Linked DNA regions of Mus musculus: regions 2, 3, 4, 5, 6 and 7 are each linked to region 1. The links are chromatin contacts, called in public HiCAR-type and promoter capture Hi-C maps. All regions are on one chromosome and are shown on one strand. Each heading gives the region's core, a stretch centred on a gene start, on an enhancer-like site or on the middle of the called end of the contact. The rest is flanking DNA. Distances are from core to core; before and after follow the strand shown.

Region 1 (2,645 bases), core at 86-2,585:
GGCCACAAAAGGGAAACATACTAGGAAAGCCACCAAGGGAGGTGGACAGTGACCCAGGATAGCCACCCCTATCCCTGATCTCTCACTACCCAGTAGTAAACAGGCAGCCCCAAGCCTCCTACAACAGCAGAGACCTTTATCTGGTTACTGACCTGTAGGACACCTCCAGAGAGGACCAATGAGGACTGGCCACCTCTGCCCTTTGCCTTAGGTCAGCTAGGTCTAATCAGACCCTCCCATCCCCCAAAAGCAGCTCCCAGAGTTAGGACAATGGTCATCTAAACAACAAGCAGAAGGCCACCCTTCACCAAGGACCTCACCTAGCCCCTGGCTTAATCCCCACCAAACCTATGCCCAACAGACTTAGCCTGCACGTCAGCAGCAAACCTGGCATGGGAAAAAAGTCACACACAGCAGCCACATCTGCTGCCACACTCTGGAATAAATAAGAAACTGCACAACTGGGAACACTGGGGCTGGACCCCATCAATTCTGATCCCGTGCAACTGAGGAGATAAAGTCTTTTGGCCAGAAGTGCCAGCTCCCGAACTTGAATGGAGTAGATAAGTCCCTGTCTGCCCAGGTGCCAAGGCAAAGCCTGGTCAGGTCCTTTCCTTTTGAGTGGCATCACTAAGTTCAGGCAAGGGTCTGGGTTGCCAGGGTGGGGAGAGCTCTTCTCTCCGAAAGGATTCCAACCTAGTGAATCCCGGACATCTTAGACTTCACACACAAGAGGTGCCCGACAGACAACTCCTCTAATTTCATCGAAGAGCACAGCACACAGGACAGGGTTTGGCCCAAGGTCGCACAGTGACTTAGTGCCTTGAAAGAGCTAGGGGGAGTTTGCCAAGGAACTGTCAGGGACCCTTCCATATGCCACTGCCCCAAAAGAGAAAAACCTCCCGGAAATGGGAGGAAACCTGGGGCCCTGCCCCTGTCCCACGGCCCTGCTACCAGTCCCTGCCAGCCCGGAGGATGAATGTTGCCTTTGTGCCCTCAGCTGCCTCCCAAGGCTTCCAAGCAACCACTTCTTCCCAAGGGGGCACCTCTGGGGCTGCTCATGCTGAAGATCGCGATGACCAAACTTCCCGAGGTCCTCACCCTGAAGGAGAAGCGGTCCGCTGGGCACTAGCCAAGCGGGGGCGATCAGTCGCCCGCCCGCGAGGACAGTCCCTTACAGCCGCTTTTCAGCCAGGAGCGAGGGCCACAGACAGACCAAGAGCAAGCTCACCTTGGCCAGTGCCTCCTCCTGTTTGGGGCTCAGGTCACCGACTCTGCCGCTCATCGTGGCTCAGCCTTGGGGCGCGGTGCCTGCGGCAGCTGATGGAGCTCCGACTCGTTTGCCGCCGCCGCAGCCGCTGGAGTAAAGTCCCAGTCTTTGGCCGAGGCCCCGGGGCTGGCGGCCAAGACCCGCCTCTTAAAGGAGCCCGAGGGGCGGGGCGAGACGCGCAGAGGCCCTGGATTGGAGCCAGAATGCTTGCTCATACACCTGAGGAGCTACTTGGGTCTGGATCCTCATCCTAACCAAGAGGAAGCTGGAAAGCTCTAGCAAACGACGTCTTCTAAGGTGCGACTCCACAAGGCTGGACCGGGCTGCTCTCATAGCTTTCCTTACCCCAAAATGTTGACAGCTCTCTGGTGCCCACTGAAAAGGGATGCCCCTTAAGCGTCTTTCTGCCTGTAGGAACTGTGGTGTTCACTCTGCCATCTGCTTATGGTCACTACTACCAGCTCTGCTTGGGAGTGAGAGTTGACCCCCAGGGTTGCCGATGTAACTCAGTGGCAGAAGGCTTGCCACTGAGTTACGCGCACGACCTTAAGTCGGATTCCCAGCACTGCATGGTCATAGTGGCACATTCCAACACATACCTGAGATCCCAGCATTGGAGAAGCAGAAGTTCTGATCACCCTTAGCTTATTTATTGGGCTTGAGGCAAGCCCAGAATACAAACAAATAAACCAAATGGAGTGGACAGCCTTTTCCCTCTACCTGCAGAGCAGGCATGGTAAAGACCATGGCATCTAGCTGAAGAGAAAGGAAGACCAGCCTCCCCACTAAGACCCAGGTCTCTGCGTCTGATCTTCCCTGCTCTCTGGGAGCCACACCTGAAGCTCTCACATCTCAGTTGGCATGCTCTGCTTCCTCTGTGGAAGTGAGGAGGCTCAGGTTTGAGGGCCCGTGTCCCACGGGTGTCTACGGGGTCCTTTGCCTCACTGCACTGTTGCTTCTTCTCTAACCGAGGGTGATCATGGGCAGGAGGCTAATGGAAGTTAATGTACACAATTCTCAGGTTTGACTTCTTGTGGCCACCTCCTTGCTGTCCATTGCTGGCTGCCTAGCCAGATCTTGGCCGTAGGCTAGACAGAGAGGAAACCACACTGGAAGCCAGAGCCCACAGCAGCCCTGCTGTGCTTATCTGCTTCCCAGCTCTGGCCAAGAGCCTGCGGACTCCCCGCTAGTGACAAGTTTGACTAGTGAGTGGGTGGACTCTGACAGCTGTAGCCTAGCAGCCTCTTGTCCAGCCTATACCATCAGACTGCCTCCCGCCCCCCAGTTACTACTTCTGGCTCACACAATAGAGTTCATAGCCTTCTCCTGCTAGAGCCCTCGCCACTTTGATCTTACTTCCATGGTGATACCTGGT
Region 2 (2,645 bases), core at 77-2,576, 1.8 Mb after region 1:
TATACTTACATGTAGGTATGTATGCATATGACCTCTTCGGAGTAAGTTGTATACATAGTGTTCATCTATTTATGTTACTGTGTGTTAGTGTGCATGCATGCATGCACCAGAGACTTCTCTTATAAGGTCAGGGCAGTCAGTGACTGAAAGCTGGAAATAAAGATATAGTGCTCTTATCTAATCTGTAGACCTTGCTCAGATTTTAGCCTCCCTTTAAAGCTCTGCTTCTAACAGCCTCAAGGGCACCTTCGGCCTCTCATGAGGCTTGCTTCCTCTTTCTTTCTTTCTTTCTTTCTTTCTTTCTTTCTTTCTTTCTTTCTTTCTGTCATTTAACGTAATGGTGCAAATAACCATCGTCGTCATTGTTAAACATCTGCAATGAGCAGGACTTGGAATTTGATAGTTTATCACTTTTACCAACATGTCTACAAAAAAGGTATTTTTTGAGTCCAACAGATTGGGGGGGGGGGGTAACTTTTGCGGTGCGGAAGTACTGGGACCGAATTCAGGCTGGATAACAGCTGGGGAAACGCAGGGGAAAACAATGTCATTTGAAATTGATTAACAAGCTTGGCTTGGGGAGTTCGCATATCTCTAGATGAGACTTCCTGGGACCAAGGGAGGCTGGGTAAAGTCAGAGAAAAGCAGGAAGAGGTGCCAAGAGTGGCTGTAAGGGAGTTTGATAAGCATTTTGCTGTTCACATTGGAAGCCCAAGGTCTGCTTCTTGCTATCAATTTTCTTAATCCACATCTCTTTCTGCAAGGTCACTATCCTGGTAATTTTGTACAACTTTGGATAAAGAGGCTTTCTTCAGAAATGGTTCTCCGTCTGCCGCCTGTGGAGCCATGGTGTCAGTGCAGGTGAATATAGCTGACACCTCTGGCCGCCTGGCTTGTCGAACAAGTGTGTCCAAGCTGAGTGGCCATAGCCAGTGACGTTTCTGATTTTTATTATTGCAAGAGAAAGGATGAAGGGCCTTTCTTTTAGTCGTCTGTACTTGGGACACCCAGGGAAGAGGTTGGGTAGCCTGGTGCTGTTACACATAGAATGCAACAAAAGTATAGAGTGGGGACAGCTACGGGTTGTTTTTCTAGCAGAATGGGGAAAAAAGAGCGATGGTACGGCACAGCACTCCCCACCGGCAGCCAGGGTCCGCGCGACAGCCCGGAAGGGAACCTGCGCCAAGGCACTGCCACGCAGGCGGAGACCGAGCCTCCTGGCGCCGACCCGGGCGGACGCGGGCGCGCCCCGCCGCTTAGCTACCCGTCCGCGCACGCGCGTACCCTGCCTTCGGGCCTCCGAGGAGCGGCTGGAGCAACTCGCCACCGGAACCGGAAGTGGGCCTTACTCTAGGAGGAAGAAGCCGGCCGGGCCCCGTCAGGAGGCGGCCGCCGCTGTTCTGAGGGACTGTGGCCGCGCTCCTGGGAGCGGGTCTGGGGCTCAGCCGGCGGCCCGAAGGTGCGGCGCCATGAAGCTGTACAGCCTTAGTGTCCTTTACAAAGGCGATCCGAAAGCGGTGCTGCTCAAGGCCGCGTACGACGTGTCTTCCTTTAGTTTCTTCCAGAGGTCCAGGTAAGTGGGCCGGGCCCGGGTGGCTGGACCCGGAGTCCAGGGAGTCGAGTCTCTCGAAGGGCGAGCACGGCTTTGGCCTCCCTCGGGCGGCAGGCTGTACCTGAGGAGTCGTTAGCAACCCTGGGAAAGGGCTCTGCCCTACGCGGTATTGCCCAGTTGTAGAAAGATTGGAAGGCCATTGATTACAGACGCGCTGCCAACTGTTCTGATCTGGGATCTCCGGACTCAGAAATAAGTATGTTGACTACGCCTCGCACCCTGTGATTTAACCAGTGTTTGGTGTCTTAACCTTTGTATTTCGTCGTTGCCAGTGGTTCTCACCTTCCTTGCGCTGCGACCCTTTAGTACCGTTTCTCATGTTGAGGGAACCCTCCCACCCCCAACCATAAAATTATTTTCGTGGCTACTTCATAACTGTAATTTTGCTACTGTTATGCATATGTATTTTTGGAGATTGAGGTTTGCCAAAGGGGTTGCAGCCCACAGTTTGTGAAAGTCGCTGGTCAAAGCTCTTTCCAGAAGTTCTGTATGGAGGTGTTTCTTTTATGAGTAAAATCGTTGATTCCTCAAGGATTGGGAGTCAGGGGTCAAACTCATTCTTTTTAGTGTTTGGGCCTTGATTATCAGGAAGGGTCCACACTGGTAGCTAGGCAGGAACCACTGGATTTGTATTGCTTGTAGGCATGTAAAGGATTGTGGGGTGCTTTAATTGTAAGCTGCACAGATACCCAGTCTTGTGGGAGTGACTCAGACACAAAAGGAAAAGGGCCCAACAGGGTAGGACCTGTGGTCATCTTGACTCAACGTCTGGGGAAATCTGCTTGTTCAGGTTGTGTCTCAGCTTTTGATGGTTCTAATGACTTCATATAAGTGGGATATATAGTAGTTGGCTTTTTGTGTCCCACTGATTTTACTAAGCAGAATGACCCCAAGGTTGACCTATGTTTCTGCAGATACCAAATTTTTCTCCCCTTTAAAATATATACAGTATTGAGTTTTATGTAAACACTATGTTTTGTTTATGTATCCATCCGCTGATGGACATGAGTTGCTGTGGATTATAGTTATGTGA
Region 3 (2,645 bases), core at 99-2,598, 1.8 Mb after region 1:
TCACGGAAGAGAATTACATGACAGTAGAGTTGAGTTGGGTGGTGAGGCAAGGAAGTGGGTGTCAGGGTGGGCTGAGGGGTGCAGCTCCTCACTTTCCTAGAAAGTGAGGAAGTTGCATAGAGGGGAGAAAGGAGTCACCCCGACAACCACGAGAAGGCTAGAGACGCCTGGCTACAGAATGCGGACTTCTTGAGACAGGGTGGAACTGGGTGGCATTAGGCTGTCTCCAGAATCTGTGTACTGTGACAGTGCACACAGGACAGAGATGTGGTAAGGTCTAGAGAACATACAGACATCTGGTGACAGCTTGGTCTAGGGGGTTTAGGAAGAGACACACTAGGAGGATCACATGGACGAGCCTGAGCAGCTGCAGCAGGGATCCACTGGGATTAGGCATCCTGGGAAACCAATCTAAGCAACCCATCTGCCTGCACATAGCTGCCTCAAGTATGTATGGCTGGCTGTGTGCAGACACAGTTCAGGGAAACAGTGGGGAAACAAGCCCTTAGCATGGAGATGTTCTTATACAAGTCTGGATTAGGTCACAGGGAACTAATAGCAAAAGTGGGAGGGATAGAGCTGGCAGGGTCAGATCCCTGAGCACACTCTGATTGCCCACCTTATAATGCAGGAAAAAAAGAAGACACCATCAAGTGCTGTGTTTACCATCTTAGCAGTGGGAGAGGTAGCCCCAGGGAACTGTAGACCCCAGAGGATCTGGACAAGGGCCATAGCAGCCTACAGACAAAAGCCACAGTTCTGAAGGTCCAGAGACAGTGTCAGCACCTGCATGTCCAGTCTTAGCCTGGATCCTCTTTTCCAAGGTCCTATGGTGGCTTTATACAAAGGAGTGAGTGGCCCTAGGTCAGCCATCCACATACTTCTGGAGAAGAAAGCCCCACACTCTACTGAGTACAGCCATGAGGTGCCCCTTAGAGATGAGCAGCACTCAGAAAACATCCCGAGGCTAGGCACTGTCATTCCAGAAACAAGCCCTGGTGGACTCCTCAAGAGCTGGACAATCGTAGCACCAATGAGAAGGGATACAGGGAAGAAGGGACAAATCCAGGTCTCCTACAGGATCGCACTCATCCTTGAACCAATCCCTCTCTCCAACCTGAGCATGCTGCCCTCCAGGTCTCCCCCAATTCAAGGCCTTTGGCCTGTGAGGGGCCCTTACCAGAGTCAACGACTGGGCTCCCCTCCTTGTAGTATCCACAGCCATCTGAGGATAAGCAGGGGTCGTTGGGGAAGTAGAGATGTTCCTGACTCCCGAGGCCACCTGCTGTGGGTGAGGACTGTCTGGCTGAGTGTTGCAAAAGACAGGCAGCCAAGGACTTCTGCACTAATGGGTCAGTCTGAGAGGTGGCTCCTAAAATACCCTGCCTACTGCCACGGGGTCAGGGACAGGGCCAGGGCCAGGACAAAGAACCACGTGGGATCAGGTTTGACAAAGGCCACAGGGACAGGGCTATGAGACAGGCTACCATGTTCTCTGAACACTGGTTGGAGCTGCTGTGGAGAGGTTGATGAAGTGGCTGGAGCTAGCCCACTCACATGCCCCCTTCCAGACTTGTTACAGAAGATGATGATCGGATGCTTTGAAACAGGTAGGCACGAGGAGCTGTGTGAGCCAGTGAGGCTTCAGACTTGTGGGTAGTGGAGATCCTCATGGGGTTTCACCTATGGAGGGTTGGCTATGCACAGCCACACAGTCTGGGGCTCCACCATAGAACTTGGCTGGGAAGGAGAAGCTGGAGGAAGGAAGGAAGGAAGCCAAGCGTTTGTGGAAGGGAGAGTTTGGTCACGGCATGGACTGGGGCAGATGGGAAGGACATCTGTGCACATACAAGCTGGAGAAGATTCAGGTCCTCTGGCTTCCCTGACACCCCCTCCCCTGCAAGTAAAACAATTTTTTTTTTTAACTATTGTGGAATCTTCTTAAATTTCCTTTAACCCAAACAGCAAGAAATAGAATAGAAGAGGCCGTTAAATTTTGTGACAGCAATGCTCAGGACATTCTGGGCTCTTCTACGGGGTTCAGACACCTCCTAGACCTTTCTTTGGGTTTGGCCAGGAGTGACCCCAACATACTCTGCACTTGCTGGCATTTCCAAGCCCTGCTAAAATTAGCTGCCACTGGCAAGTATGACAGGGTACATAGGGTGCCTGTCAGAATGCCAGGTTTTCCCAAGATTGGCCAGTATGGTCACCCCTTGACACGATTGATCACTTTCCCAAAATAGAGCAAAGCTGGCCTCACCAGACCTCATATGACAAGCCTCTGACTACCCAACCCCTGGCTCTGAGCCCCTTTTGCTTTGGGGGTTGAGCTCATGCCTGAATTTGGGGTGGCTGGTCTTGGAGCTGCCTGGGAGCCTTGCTCCCATCTCCTGGGCAAGTCACAGGAGAGGAAGAGGAAGAGGAGGATAGAGGAGGAGGAGGAGGAGGAGGAGGCAAATCTTCAAGCTCTAATCTCTGGGAGGTGGGAGGAAGGGTGTGAACCAATGCAAAGCCAGAGACAAACGGAGCGGATTTCTGTCTCAGCCAGACTGCGCATGAGCAGCAAGCATCCTCCCAGAACATGTCCCAGGGCGTGGTCTCTTTCCAGTCACTGCACCTTTGAGGGAAGAATGGGATCTAGT
Region 4 (2,645 bases), core at 41-2,540, 1.8 Mb after region 1:
TGTGTCCAGGCCGAGGAGTTATCACTGCAGAGACACACAAAGGCATTCCTGCAATCCCTTCTTGTACCCAAAGCTCCCCTAGTGTCCCAACCACGCTGTCCACAATGTGCACACATGTGTCCGGAGGTGTCATCCTATAACCTAGTCAGATACAACCTGGAGCTCGTTCCAAACCTTGTTCATCACCTCCTCCTCTCCACATTTCTACCCAATCACCAGGGTCTCAAATTCTGCATACCCTCAAATGGAATTATTGATCTGCTTCTGCCCAGCTCCCTGGGACCTCTGCTACCTCTAGGGATGCTATCAGGCATCACTGAAGAAGCCTGTCATAATATAATTAGTGATAAAAAATAAAGCATAAAGCTGCCCCTGTTTTGCTCAAAACCCCCCAAAGGTTGCTTTTCAGTAAATAAAACCCCAAGTTCTTACCACGACCTGTAAGATCAGCTCTGGGCCTCTAAGAACAGCTCCCCCCTCCTATCTGTTTCTCCTTCCAAGTGTCCCTTCCACAGCAGGGGCTCCAAGTAGAGGCCTCTCTACTCCTGCTGGGTCCTCTCCTTTTCCCCAAGGCTTACTGGCTCTTCCCTTTCAAGTCTTTCCTTAAAACTCACCTTCCCATATCTAATTGACTGCATTGCTACTTCAACTGTCTGCATCATTATCATCTCTCAAGCATTTACTTTGCCTCCTCCAACTGTTGCCTAAGCTCCGGCAGCGCAGAGGTTTGTTTTCTTGTATTGCACCCCTTCCCACTAAGATGTGCTTGGGGATGGATGCACAGCGGACTTTAGTATAAAGTATCTCAACATATTCTTCATGCGTAGTTGAGACGACAACAGGCTGGATGTAGTAACGGAAGTTTTGAACACAGCTTTCTTTTTCATTTTACTTTTTTTTTTTTTTTTTTGGTACAGCTATTACAAAGTTCAAATTCCCCTAGCTGGTTCGGCTTTCTTTAATGCGCAGCTCTGGCTTAGGGAGCGGACCCTATGAATTTGCCAAATGGGCACATGTAAACTGGATGTAAGCCAAAAACGCACGGTGGTGGCAGCGGCCCACACGGTGCTCCAGGCCGGACCCGACGGGAGACCTGCCCCGAAGCAGACACGCCCAGCTCGGGCCCATGTTACAGTTCGAAGCACCCTCAAGACCCCGGCCCGCTGTCCAGGTACCGCCAAGTCTGACCCAGGACCCACGTTAACCCCGCTCAGCAGCACACTCACCGCGCCACGCCGCATCCCGCCAATCTCTGCGCGCCCGTCCCGCCCATCGGCGCATCCAGCCAATCGCCTCCCGCCCCATCCCGCCCATCGCTGCACGCTTCATCCAGCCAATCCCCGTGCGCCCCGCCTCTGGACCGAGGAAACGCGGAGTCACGCCTCCGGTTCCCGGGACAACCCATCACTTAGCACTGGGTTTCCTGTGCGCATGCGGTGTTTGCGGCTGGGCCTCATCGGGTGAACTCCTTGGGTAGCGTGGGCCGTAGTGAGGCTGGGCGCCTGGCTCATGCTGCTCTCCCCGAGCGCTGGGGGTCTGGTGGCTCCTGTGTGGCTGAAGCTTCCCTCCCACTCTATCCTGCGCTGTGATTCTCACCCTGACTTCTCAGATTCCCTTGGAAGCATGAACAATTTCTCCCATCTCACAGGCAGGGAAACAGGCAAAATGACCCAGCTAGTGAGAAAAGCTAGAATTCACACTAAGACACCCTGACTGCAAGTGCATCAGACTTCAGTGGTAACATTGCTCCTTTTTAAAATTGCCTAATTACTCAGTCTGAAACTTATTACTTAAGGTAGGTTTCTTCTGGCTTACTAAGTTTTTTTGTTTTATTTTGAATTTATTTTGTTTTGTTTTGTGTGTGGGTGTGTTTTGCCTGCACGCATGTGAGGTCAGTCTCCTCGGAGGCGAGAAGAGAGCGTCCGTGTCACCTGGAACTGGAATTACAAATGGTTGTGAGCCATTCTGAAAGAGCTCTCAACCGAGCTTTCTCCAGCCCCTTGTTTCTGTTTTTGTTTGTTTTTGCTTTTTGAGACAAGGTTTCCCTCGTTCCTGTTTTAATAATGAATTAAATCATTTTTTTCCCCCCGAGACAGGGTTTCTCTGTATAGCCCTGGCTGTCCTGGAACTCACTTTGTAGACCAGACTGGCCTCGGACTCAGAAATCCACCTGCCTCTGCCTCTGCCTCCCAAGTGCTGGGATTAAAGGCGTGCACCCCCACCCCCGGCTAAATCATTTGTTTTTAATGTTTCAGTTTGTTGAGTATTTTTTCCTTTGTAAGCTGGGCTGAGTGCGGATTTTTGCCTACTGTCTCAAGTAGCCTGTTGCATATTTGATTATGTTGCAACGTTCTTGTGTTCCAGGAACAAACCCCATTTGATGGATTTGAAACCACTTTGTAGAATTAAAATCCAAAGTTACAATGACACAGAGCTCGTTGTTGTGCAGCCCCTTGACTGGAGCTCTCCATTTACTCTTTGGTTGCTGTTCCCTTTGGTCTGCAGGACTCTCCTTAGGATTCCTTACAGTAAATGTCTAAGGAAATGGACTCATCAAATTTTATCCCAGAATATCTTTATTTCTACTTTTTCCTTGAGACGGGTCTAATATATTCCATGGTGTAGCAACAGGGCCTTAAACTCCT
Region 5 (2,645 bases), core at 54-2,553, 1.7 Mb after region 1:
GCAGTGGTGGTGCACACCTTTAATCCCAGCACTTGGGAGGCAGCAGCAGGTGGGTTTCTGAGTTCGAGGCCAGCCTGGTCTACAGAGCAAGTTCCAGGACAGCCAGAGCTACACAGAGAAACTCTGTCTCAAAAAAATCGAATAAACCAGAAAGGTGGTCCATTTAATATGCGTATAGTAAGTTGTGGACACGGAGTTCCCCTGCTGAGTCAGACAGCTAGGAGGGCTAAGATGGGTTAGACCCTCCCCCCCACACACACACACACACTCACACACACATCAGTTCTTGGCATAGTCTCCATGCTTCCTCAAGGAGAGCCAGAAAGGAGACTGCCGGGAGGGGCTTGCCTACTCCCTGAGAGCAGTGGGTTACAGAGCCCAGTACCCGAAAATTTCCCCTTTTTCTCCCTGCTCATGCTGGACAGAGAGGGTGAGGGTGAGGGTGAAAGACTGAGGAGGTGGCATCGTGTTGGTGTTTCTTGACCTGCTTTTTCTTTTTTCTCTTCCAGCTGAGATGTAAACTTTCCCATGTCAATCATCTGGGGGTCGCTATTCTTTTTTATCAGAGTGCCTCCCCACCTTGGTTGAAAGCTGCCTGCCACTGCCCTGGACCTATGGCTGCTACAAGCCCACGTTCACATCTTTAATCCTTCATGGGTAAATGCTCTGGCATTCCTGGGCTTAGCTATGATGGCCATTATGAGCCAGCCAACGTTTGTATTCTAGAAGCCATAGCTGAAGCTGTTGTAAACAATTTGTTGTTTTAACCGCTTCTGGTCAGAGGAAGGAGAGAAATAGCTATTACTCCACATTGGGACCTGAGCCCTGAGCTCTGAAGTGGGGCTCCTATCTCCATAAGGACAGCAGCTTGCTGAGAACAGCTTTTCACAGCCTTCCTCGCAAAAATTGGCTCCAAAGACCTGGGATGTTGGTGATAACTGGACAAAGGTGACACCTGTGCAAGCACACAGCAGGTGACACTTTGAAGAGCTAACCTCCAGAAAGTGGAAAGGAGGTGATCGCCAGTACCCTCGAGGGCCCTACTCCCTCCCTCCCCTAGCAATCTCCCTGGGCTCAGAGCAAAGGGCACAGCGGGTTAGAGCACAGGTCTCCTTAGACTCCGCACACTCCCTTCCCCATAACTGTTGCATTCTTTTCTCCCAGGCCTTCCTCCCCGCTAGGCGCCCTGCACCCAGACCCTCTAAACTGGGCGCTGACGCTGCTATTAGTCTGGGCTCCGTGCTGCTCCGCCTCCCTCCCCCGCAGCCCCCGGTCCAAGGCCGGCTCCTCCTCCTCCCCCTCCGGAAACCCGAAGCCCCCGCCCCGGCCAGGCCGTCGCAAGCGCTCTGGAGGGCGGTCCGCGTGAGAGCCAGCCACGCGGGGCAGGAGCGCCCAGTTGCTGCCGGAGCTGGGCCCGCCAGAACCTCTCCTGGAGCCCCTTGCTCTCCTTGAATCTCCCTTTCCCACCGCTTTCTGGATACCCTTGACGCCCACGTTCCTCGCGCCCTTTCCCGCCCCTACGCGGGGCGCTGCCCCTGCCACCCAAGTCCCTGCTCAAGCCCGCCCGGCTCCCGCGCGTGCCCAGAGCCATGGCTCCAGTGCGCACCGCATCCCTGCTCTGCGGCCTCCTGGCACTGCTGACGCTGTGCCCTGAGGGGAACCCACAGACGGTGCTGACGGACGACGAGATCGAGGAGTTCCTCGAAGGCTTCCTTTCGGAGTTGGAGACCCAGTCCCCGCCCCGGGAAGACGACGTGGAAGTCCAGCCGCTTCCCGAACCCACCCAGCGTCCCCGCAAATCCAAGGCAGGGGGCAAGCAGCGGGCAGATGTAGAAGGTGAGAACCTGGTGACATGGGTGGCCATGGCATCAAGTGAGCATACAGGGGCTCTGGAGGGTCTAGCCACTTCCCATGCTGCCCCGTGAGGAATGTCTCTCCAAGGCAACGCAAGGCAACACACTGCCAGGCAGCAGTTCTGTCCTGGAGTTTGGAAACCTGGAGGTGTGTGTTCAGCATAGGGTGGCGCTGGGCTTTTGAGGTCGCCCAAGTTGTTCATCCCAGGTCTCAAGAGAGTGTAGGTTTGGACGAGTGGGAAATTGTGATTCGCCTCTCCGAACTGGCCCTAGTCTCTTAGTGGCAAGCTTCAAGCCTAGGCATCTGCTTGCCTCCTCTTCTCCCACAGGAACACAGACAGGGGAGCGGGGTGAGGAAGACTTCCAGGTGAAAGTGGGCAGTCTGAGATGGTCAGAACTAAGCGAGGTGATAGCATCCCGGAGGCATGCAACCCCGAGCCTCTTATGCAATCGTTGTCAGTAAATCTTAGCTGTTTTTCATGGCCCTCTGGAGAGTGGCAACGGATCTTGTGATCTCTCTCCCAGGAGACTGTAAGGCACCATTCATCATTCCTGAGGTCAGCCACTCCCCCTCCGGCCCCCACTGCTGTAGATCTGTCCTGCTCTCCCTACCCTCACCTCCCTGCACACTTTGCCTCCAGCAACCAAGACGTTCTGGACATTGCCAAGTGACCCTGCTCCTGCTGCATGTTTTGCTGTATTCCCTGTGTTTCAGCCAGCTGCCTGTGTGTTTCCCATTCGCCATTAAATTCTCCGCACCCAGCAATTGCAGCTCCTAGGGTGCTAGAAGGG
Region 6 (2,645 bases), core at 75-2,574, 1.7 Mb after region 1:
TACAGGTTGGCATACCATTCTGCTAAGATTTTAAGACACAAGAATTTTGCCCTATTTATTCAAACCCCAGTAGGCAGACTCTTGTTGTATGTACTTGGAAAGCATCGTATTTATATTTCCTTTACACTGGGAAAATCCAATGCAGGCCACCTTGTCAGGCTGTGGTAAGAATGTAGAGCCACACGAAATCCAAATTGTTATCTCTACTCTTTTAAGTGTAGTCTTGAGCCGGGCGTGGTGGCGCACGTCTTTAATCCCAGCACTTGGAAGGCAGAGGCAGGCAAATTTCTGAGTTCGAGGCCAGCCTGGTCTACAGAGTGAGTTCCAGGACAGCCAGGGCTACACAGAGAAACCCTGTCTCGAAAAAAAACAAAACAAACAAACAAAAAGAATGTTTCATTTGTGGAGGGAGGAGTTAGTTGCAAACAAACTAGCCAGCTACACGGGCACAGGCTCCTTTAGTCTCCTCAATCTCAGTTACTCCACTGCCCTGGGCATTTTCTCTACTGGAGCTAGTTGGTGACGTCTGCAAACTCAGGACATCTTTGACCGCTGGCTCATTGGAGGGAATGCAGCTAGCAAATATTTCTCACTAACCATTCTTTCTTTTATAGCTCTTTAAGAAGCCTCTGACTCGATGGCATCCTTTCAAAAAGAGGAACTCCGGGTTGGAGACCGTACCGCAACCGCGAAGTACCGAGGCTGGCTTGGAACCCAAAGCCGCAGGTGCTGCTTGCTGTCACAGCTGCGCGCCAGCTCCCGCCCTGGGCCACAGTAAGTCCCTACCCTGGGGTGACGGGCACAATTACACCAGCTCCCGGAGGGGGATGGCATCCCACCACCATCGGGGCCTCCCGGGAGCCGCACACCTGTAAGCATCTAGGACGCGGAAGCCTTTGGACCGCGCCAGGCGGGTGAGGAAGGCCCGGCGGCTGCGGCCCATTCGCGGCTCCGCAAGGTAGATGGCCACATCCGGGAAGCGCACCACCGAGGGCGGCGTGGAAGAGGCTACCGCGCTGTGTGGGGACCCAGCTCGCACTCGCCGTCGCTTCGGAAGCATCTGGGCACCAACTCTGGAAGCACAGGAAGCCGCAGAACGAAGGAAGGCAGGGTCATGAAAGAAGGCGGAAGGAGGAGAGAGGAAGTGGTGTCTGCTCTATGCAAACGAGACGCCCTCTAGGATGCTTTTGGCTTCCCATCGGAAGCCCCAGTTCTATGCAAATAACGCCCGAGGATTCTTATTTGAACTACTCTCATAGAAAGCCCCAGTGGTTTCCCAGACCTTAGAGTAGCCTGGGCCCGTAGGCGGGGCTTCGCCTCGTACTGGGCGGGCACTTTTCTCCTCTCGGGGGCGGAGTCTCGGCCTCTCTTCCTCGCCCCCGAGGGCGGGGTCTCAGGTTATCCTGGCCATATGAGAAGTCCTGGATAACCCTCCACTGCCTCTGCTGGTGACAGAGCGCCCACGCCACTTCCCCTGGGTATGCAGAGGGGAACGGAGTTTGAGTAGTATACATGTGAGCTGGTGGAGGGTGAAAACGTTTTCCAATGTAACGAACAGCATTGGGACAGCTGGCGTTCCATTTGGAAAGTTAAGTCTGCAACCCTATAGGTTGGAACAATAATATGAACTAACCAGTACTCCCAGATCTCATGTCTCTAGCTGCATATGTAGCGGAAGATGGCTTAGTCGGCCATCATTGGGAAGAGAGGCCCCTTGGTCTTGCAAACTTTATATGCCTCAGTACAGGGGAACACCAGGGCCAAGAAGTGGGAGTGAGTGGGTAGGGGAACAGGGCGGGGGAGGGTATAGGGGACTTTCGGGATAGCATTTGAAATGTAAAGTAAGAAAACACCTAATAAAAAATTGGGGAAAAAAAAAAAAAGACTAGATCCCAGTGGAAGTGAACAGAAATGGTTTCTATGTGCCCTTTTTCCCCGATTGAAGAAAAATAATTCCAGTGGCTCTTCATCTGGAACAGCATTATTTATGGATTTTATAGATTAAACTTATTAAAATTCCTTTATAGTTACATTAGGAAGGATTTTGAGTCCTGATTGATACCCTTTGTTCAGTTATTTCACTGGATCTTTTGTCAGAAATGTTCCTATGCCCCATTATGCCATAGTCAAAAAAAAAAAAAAAAAATTGGCCCCCTTACAAACTGCTTAACATTAAGCAGATCTCAGACGGATCAGCAATCATTTAAATCCGAAAAAGAAACCAAAGCTATATTAGTGACACTCGATTTTTTTTAATTTTTAAAAATATTTATTAGATGTATTTATTTTTATTTTCTGTGTCTTCGTGTTTTACTTGCATGTGTAGCTGTACCCCACGTACATGTTTGGTGCCGTCGAGTGAGAATGTTTCAGATCCTTGGAACTTGAGTTAAGAACATTTGTGAGCCGCTGCCCCTGTGAATGCTGGGAATCTAACTCAGGTCCTCAGCAGGAACAAGTGCTCTTAACCAATAAGTCATCTCTCTAGCCCCTTAAAAAAATTTTTTTTTAATTATGTGCTTAATTGTTTTGCCTGAATGCATGCATGTACACCACGTGTATGCCTGGTGCGGGCAGAGATCTTGAACTGCAGTTAAAGATGGCTGGGAACTGAACCTGGGCTCTCTGCAAGAGCAGCAAGTGCT
Region 7 (2,645 bases), core at 99-2,598, 1.7 Mb after region 1:
CTACTAGCCCTTGCTCTTCAGTTAGGAGCACCACCACAGGCCTAAGATTTTAAGTAGCTCCATATTTCTGCACTCTGCTGCCTTTTTTTAGCCTATAGAAGACTGAGAGGTGGGGGAACACATGGTTCAGGTCTGTGTGGGTGGATGGACTATGTATTGTACCTGAGGCAAAGGGGCCTCAGAGTCAAGGCACTTTGTACATAGACTTGAGAGAAAAAGAGGAAATGCAGGCAGCACCAGGAGAGAGAGCAAGAGTTTTATAACAGCTCAAGTGGCTTGATTCAGCAGGAAGCCAATACTTGGCGTTGATGGCCAGAGCTCTGACCTCTTTCCCCAGTGGGTGCCAGAAGCCTGCTCTACCTATGATCAGCTCCTGTGGGGTGCCTCAGCTATGCTGTCTGTGCTGACTACATAACTGGAAATGGGACAACACAAAGTATTACAAAACTCCTGCCTCCATCAACTTCTGAAACCCTGACATCTGTAAAATAGCTGAAACCAATGAACCGCAGTGGTTTCTGTCTCACATCTTTCCTGAGAGTAGGCCTCACCTTCCAGATGTTTCACAATGCCCCGAAGGCTGTTCCCATGGGCTGCAATAAGCACTCTCTGGCCAGCCTTAATCTTAGGTGCGATCTCCTCATTCCAGAAGGGCAAAGCCCGGGCAATGGTGTCCTTGAGACTTTCACAGGTAGGCAGCTCCTCAGGCTTCAAGCCTGCATAGCGGCGGTCCTGGGGACAAGGGCACAGGAACATTTCGCTTTTGTTTACTGGGTAGCCCTCCCCCCTGGGCTCCCAACCTTCCAGCTTCCCGGCATCTGGCCCACCTTGCTGATGGAGGTGTAGTAGTTGTGTTTCTCATCCATGGGTGGTGGTGGGGTGTCAAAGGAACGCCTCCAGATCTTCACCTGCTCCTCCCCGTGCTTTGCAGCCGTCTCAGCCTTATTGAGGCCTGTGAGGCCACCATAGTGCCGCTCATTGAGGCGCCAGGTACGCACCACGGGCACCCACATTTGGTCCGTAACATCCAGGATGGTCCAAAGGGTGCGGATTGCCCGCTTCAGCACCGACGTGTAGCAGATGTCAAACTCTATCTTGGCATCTTTGATAGCGGTGGCCCCCCGCTTGGCCTCCTCTGCTCCCTTCTCACTCAGCTCTGCATCAAACCAGCCACAGAAACGGTTCTCTTGGTTCCATAAGCTCTCACCGTGGCGAACCATTACTAGGCGGTGGGTGGTCATGGTGGCGGGGGACACAGGAACTCTAGGTGGCAGCTGCTTGCTTGGCCCTTTAGGCTTTATAACAGTTTTCCCAGCCCCCACCCCAGCCCTAACTGCCAATCAGCATTCCAGGAGATACAGGCAGAGGCAGGCAACCAGTAGCAGAACTGGGGGTGGGGTGTAGTCCAAGGAGCTGAACTTAAAAATAGTCTCACAAAATCATCAGCTCAGATGACAAGCCCCATAACCAGCTGGCACCTGGTAACAAGCCGCATGGGGCTGCAGAACTGGACCAGGGTGAAGGGCAGGAGTCAACCTGGGGGTGTTCTCCATGTGGAGACACTCTTGACATCAGCAGCTTTCAATCACAATTGGCCCTCTCCTGATCGGGTAGAAACAACTATTCCAGGCCCTTTTCTGATATATACATATGTTTAAAGACAGAGTTGAATTGTGTGACTCAAGCTGCAATCTCTCTTCAGTCTCTTAATACAATTAAGAACAAGCGCATCTCAGGAAGAAGTCTAGCCTAGTGTCAAGGTCAAGGGTATGTATAAGATATCCATACAAAGAGGTCAGTGTGTAAGTAAATAAGTAGGCGTGTCTGCAACAGTGATTGTTCTCTGCCCAGGTGCCTGTCCCAGCGTACATGCATTGTCTGTGTTGCTGTGTTGGTGAGACGGAGTGAGCACACACGTTTTACCAGGCAGATACCCCCACCCCACTAAGTATGGAGGATGAGGAGCAGTTGCTTTGAGAGGTGCACAGGATGAGACAGCTCCCCAGATGATACTCAGGTGAGCTAGAAGAACACTGAGGGCAGAGCTGGGAGCCCTACAGGAAGGGTACACTGGGTTGAGGTACCAGTAAAAAACAGAACACCCTAAGGGACTGGAGAGATGGCTCCTCAAGAGCACTTCCAAAGGACCCAGATACAATCTCCAGTACCCACATTGGGCAGCTCACCACTACCTGCAACTATAGCTCCAGGGGCATCCAACAGGTCTGGTCTCAGTGTATACCTGCACTAATGTGCACATTTCCTACCCACAATTAAAAATAAACTTAAAGACATTTTAGAACCTGGTTGTGCACACCTTTAATCCTACCCCCTGCCCAAGTGCTGGGATTAAAGACATGCACCACTGTCACCCCTCTGATGTTGTTTTTTTTTTTTTTTTTTTTTTTTGGCGGGGGGGAGGGGTCAAAACAGGGTTTCTCTGTATAGCACTGGCTGTCCTGGAACTCACTTTGTAGACCAGGCTGGCCTCGAACTCAGAAATCTGCCTGCCTCTGCCTCCCGAGTGCTGGGATTAAAAGCGTGCCCCACCACTGCCCAGCCCCCTGTGTTGTTTTAAAGACAGGCTCTCACTATGCAGCTTTAGCTGGCCTGGTACTTGCTATGTAGACCAGGCTGACCTGGTA

Evidence for each region. Promoter capture Hi-C pulls out the DNA fragments that hold promoters and counts their contacts. HiCAR-type assays count read pairs that join an accessible place to other places.
Region 2: a contact with region 1 is called in a promoter capture Hi-C map of liver, with 6 times the contacts expected there. The contact joins the promoter of Ykt6 here to the promoter of Sec14l2 in region 1. A contact is called at or near these places in 2 of 39 promoter capture datasets (both in liver), 1 of 115 datasets of contacts at active chromatin or transcription factors (astrocytes) and 1 of 9 other capture datasets (liver).
Region 3: a contact with region 1 is called in a promoter capture Hi-C map of liver, with 5 times the contacts expected there. The contact joins the promoter of Gck here to the promoter of Sec14l2 in region 1. A contact is called at or near these places in 2 of 39 promoter capture datasets (both in liver), 1 of 484 Hi-C or Micro-C datasets (liver) and 1 of 115 datasets of contacts at active chromatin or transcription factors (astrocytes).
Region 4: a HiCAR-type map of astrocytes shows a contact between it and region 1, with 6 times the contacts expected there. The contact joins the promoter of Pold2 here to the promoter of Sec14l2 in region 1. A contact is called at or near these places in 1 of 39 promoter capture datasets (liver) and 1 of 115 datasets of contacts at active chromatin or transcription factors (astrocytes).
Region 5: a promoter capture Hi-C map of liver shows a contact between it and region 1, with 5 times the contacts expected there. The contact joins the promoter of Aebp1 here to the promoter of Sec14l2 in region 1. A contact is called at or near these places in 3 of 39 promoter capture datasets (liver and pre-B cells) and 1 of 9 other capture datasets (embryonic stem cells).
Region 6: a contact with region 1 is called in a HiCAR-type map of astrocytes, with 7 times the contacts expected there. The contact joins the promoter of Polm here to the promoter of Sec14l2 in region 1. A contact is called at or near these places in 1 of 39 promoter capture datasets (liver) and 1 of 115 datasets of contacts at active chromatin or transcription factors (astrocytes).
Region 7: a promoter capture Hi-C map of liver shows a contact between it and region 1, with 4 times the contacts expected there. The contact joins the promoter of Pgam2 here to the promoter of Sec14l2 in region 1.

Annotation. Positions count from the first base shown.
Region 1 is chr11:4,117,394-4,120,038 of GRCm38.p6, forward strand. It overlaps Sec14l2 (SEC14-like lipid binding 2), which reads right to left and starts at 1,336. Exons shown (of 12, transcript NM_144520.2): 1 at 1,232-1,336. The coding sequence starts at 1,285. It overlaps Gm51934 (a long non-coding RNA gene), which reads left to right and starts at 956. Exons shown (of 3, transcript XR_003949841.1): 1 at 956-1,567.
Region 2 is chr11:5,954,432-5,957,076 of GRCm38.p6, forward strand. Ykt6 (YKT6 v-SNARE homolog (S. cerevisiae)) reads left to right here and starts at 1,327. Exons shown (of 7, transcript NM_019661.4): 1 at 1,327-1,573. The coding sequence starts at 1,470.
Region 3 is chr11:5,913,787-5,916,431 of GRCm38.p6, forward strand. Gck (glucokinase) reads right to left here and starts at 1,349. Exons shown (of 10, transcript NM_001287386.1): 1 at 1,181-1,349. The coding sequence starts at 1,225. It overlaps Gm11967 (predicted gene 11967), which reads left to right and starts at 1,481. Exons shown (of 2, transcript NR_166847.1): 1 at 1,481-1,610; 2 at 2,548-2,645.
Region 4 is chr11:5,876,966-5,879,610 of GRCm38.p6, forward strand. Pold2 (polymerase (DNA directed), delta 2, regulatory subunit) reads right to left here and starts at 1,291. Exons shown (of 11, transcript NM_008894.2): 1 at 1,227-1,291; 2 at 1-24.
Region 5 is chr11:5,860,563-5,863,207 of GRCm38.p6, forward strand. It overlaps Aebp1 (AE binding protein 1), which reads left to right and starts at 1,304. Exons shown (of 21, transcript NM_009636.3): 1 at 1,304-1,836. The coding sequence starts at 1,590.
Region 6 is chr11:5,836,692-5,839,336 of GRCm38.p6, forward strand. Polm (polymerase (DNA directed), mu) reads right to left here and starts at 1,325. Exons shown (of 11, transcript NM_017401.2): 1 at 870-1,325. The coding sequence starts at 1,060.
Region 7 is chr11:5,802,448-5,805,092 of GRCm38.p6, forward strand. It overlaps Pgam2 (phosphoglycerate mutase 2), which reads right to left and starts at 1,349. Exons shown (of 3, transcript NM_018870.3): 1 at 828-1,349; 2 at 552-732. The coding sequence starts at 1,241.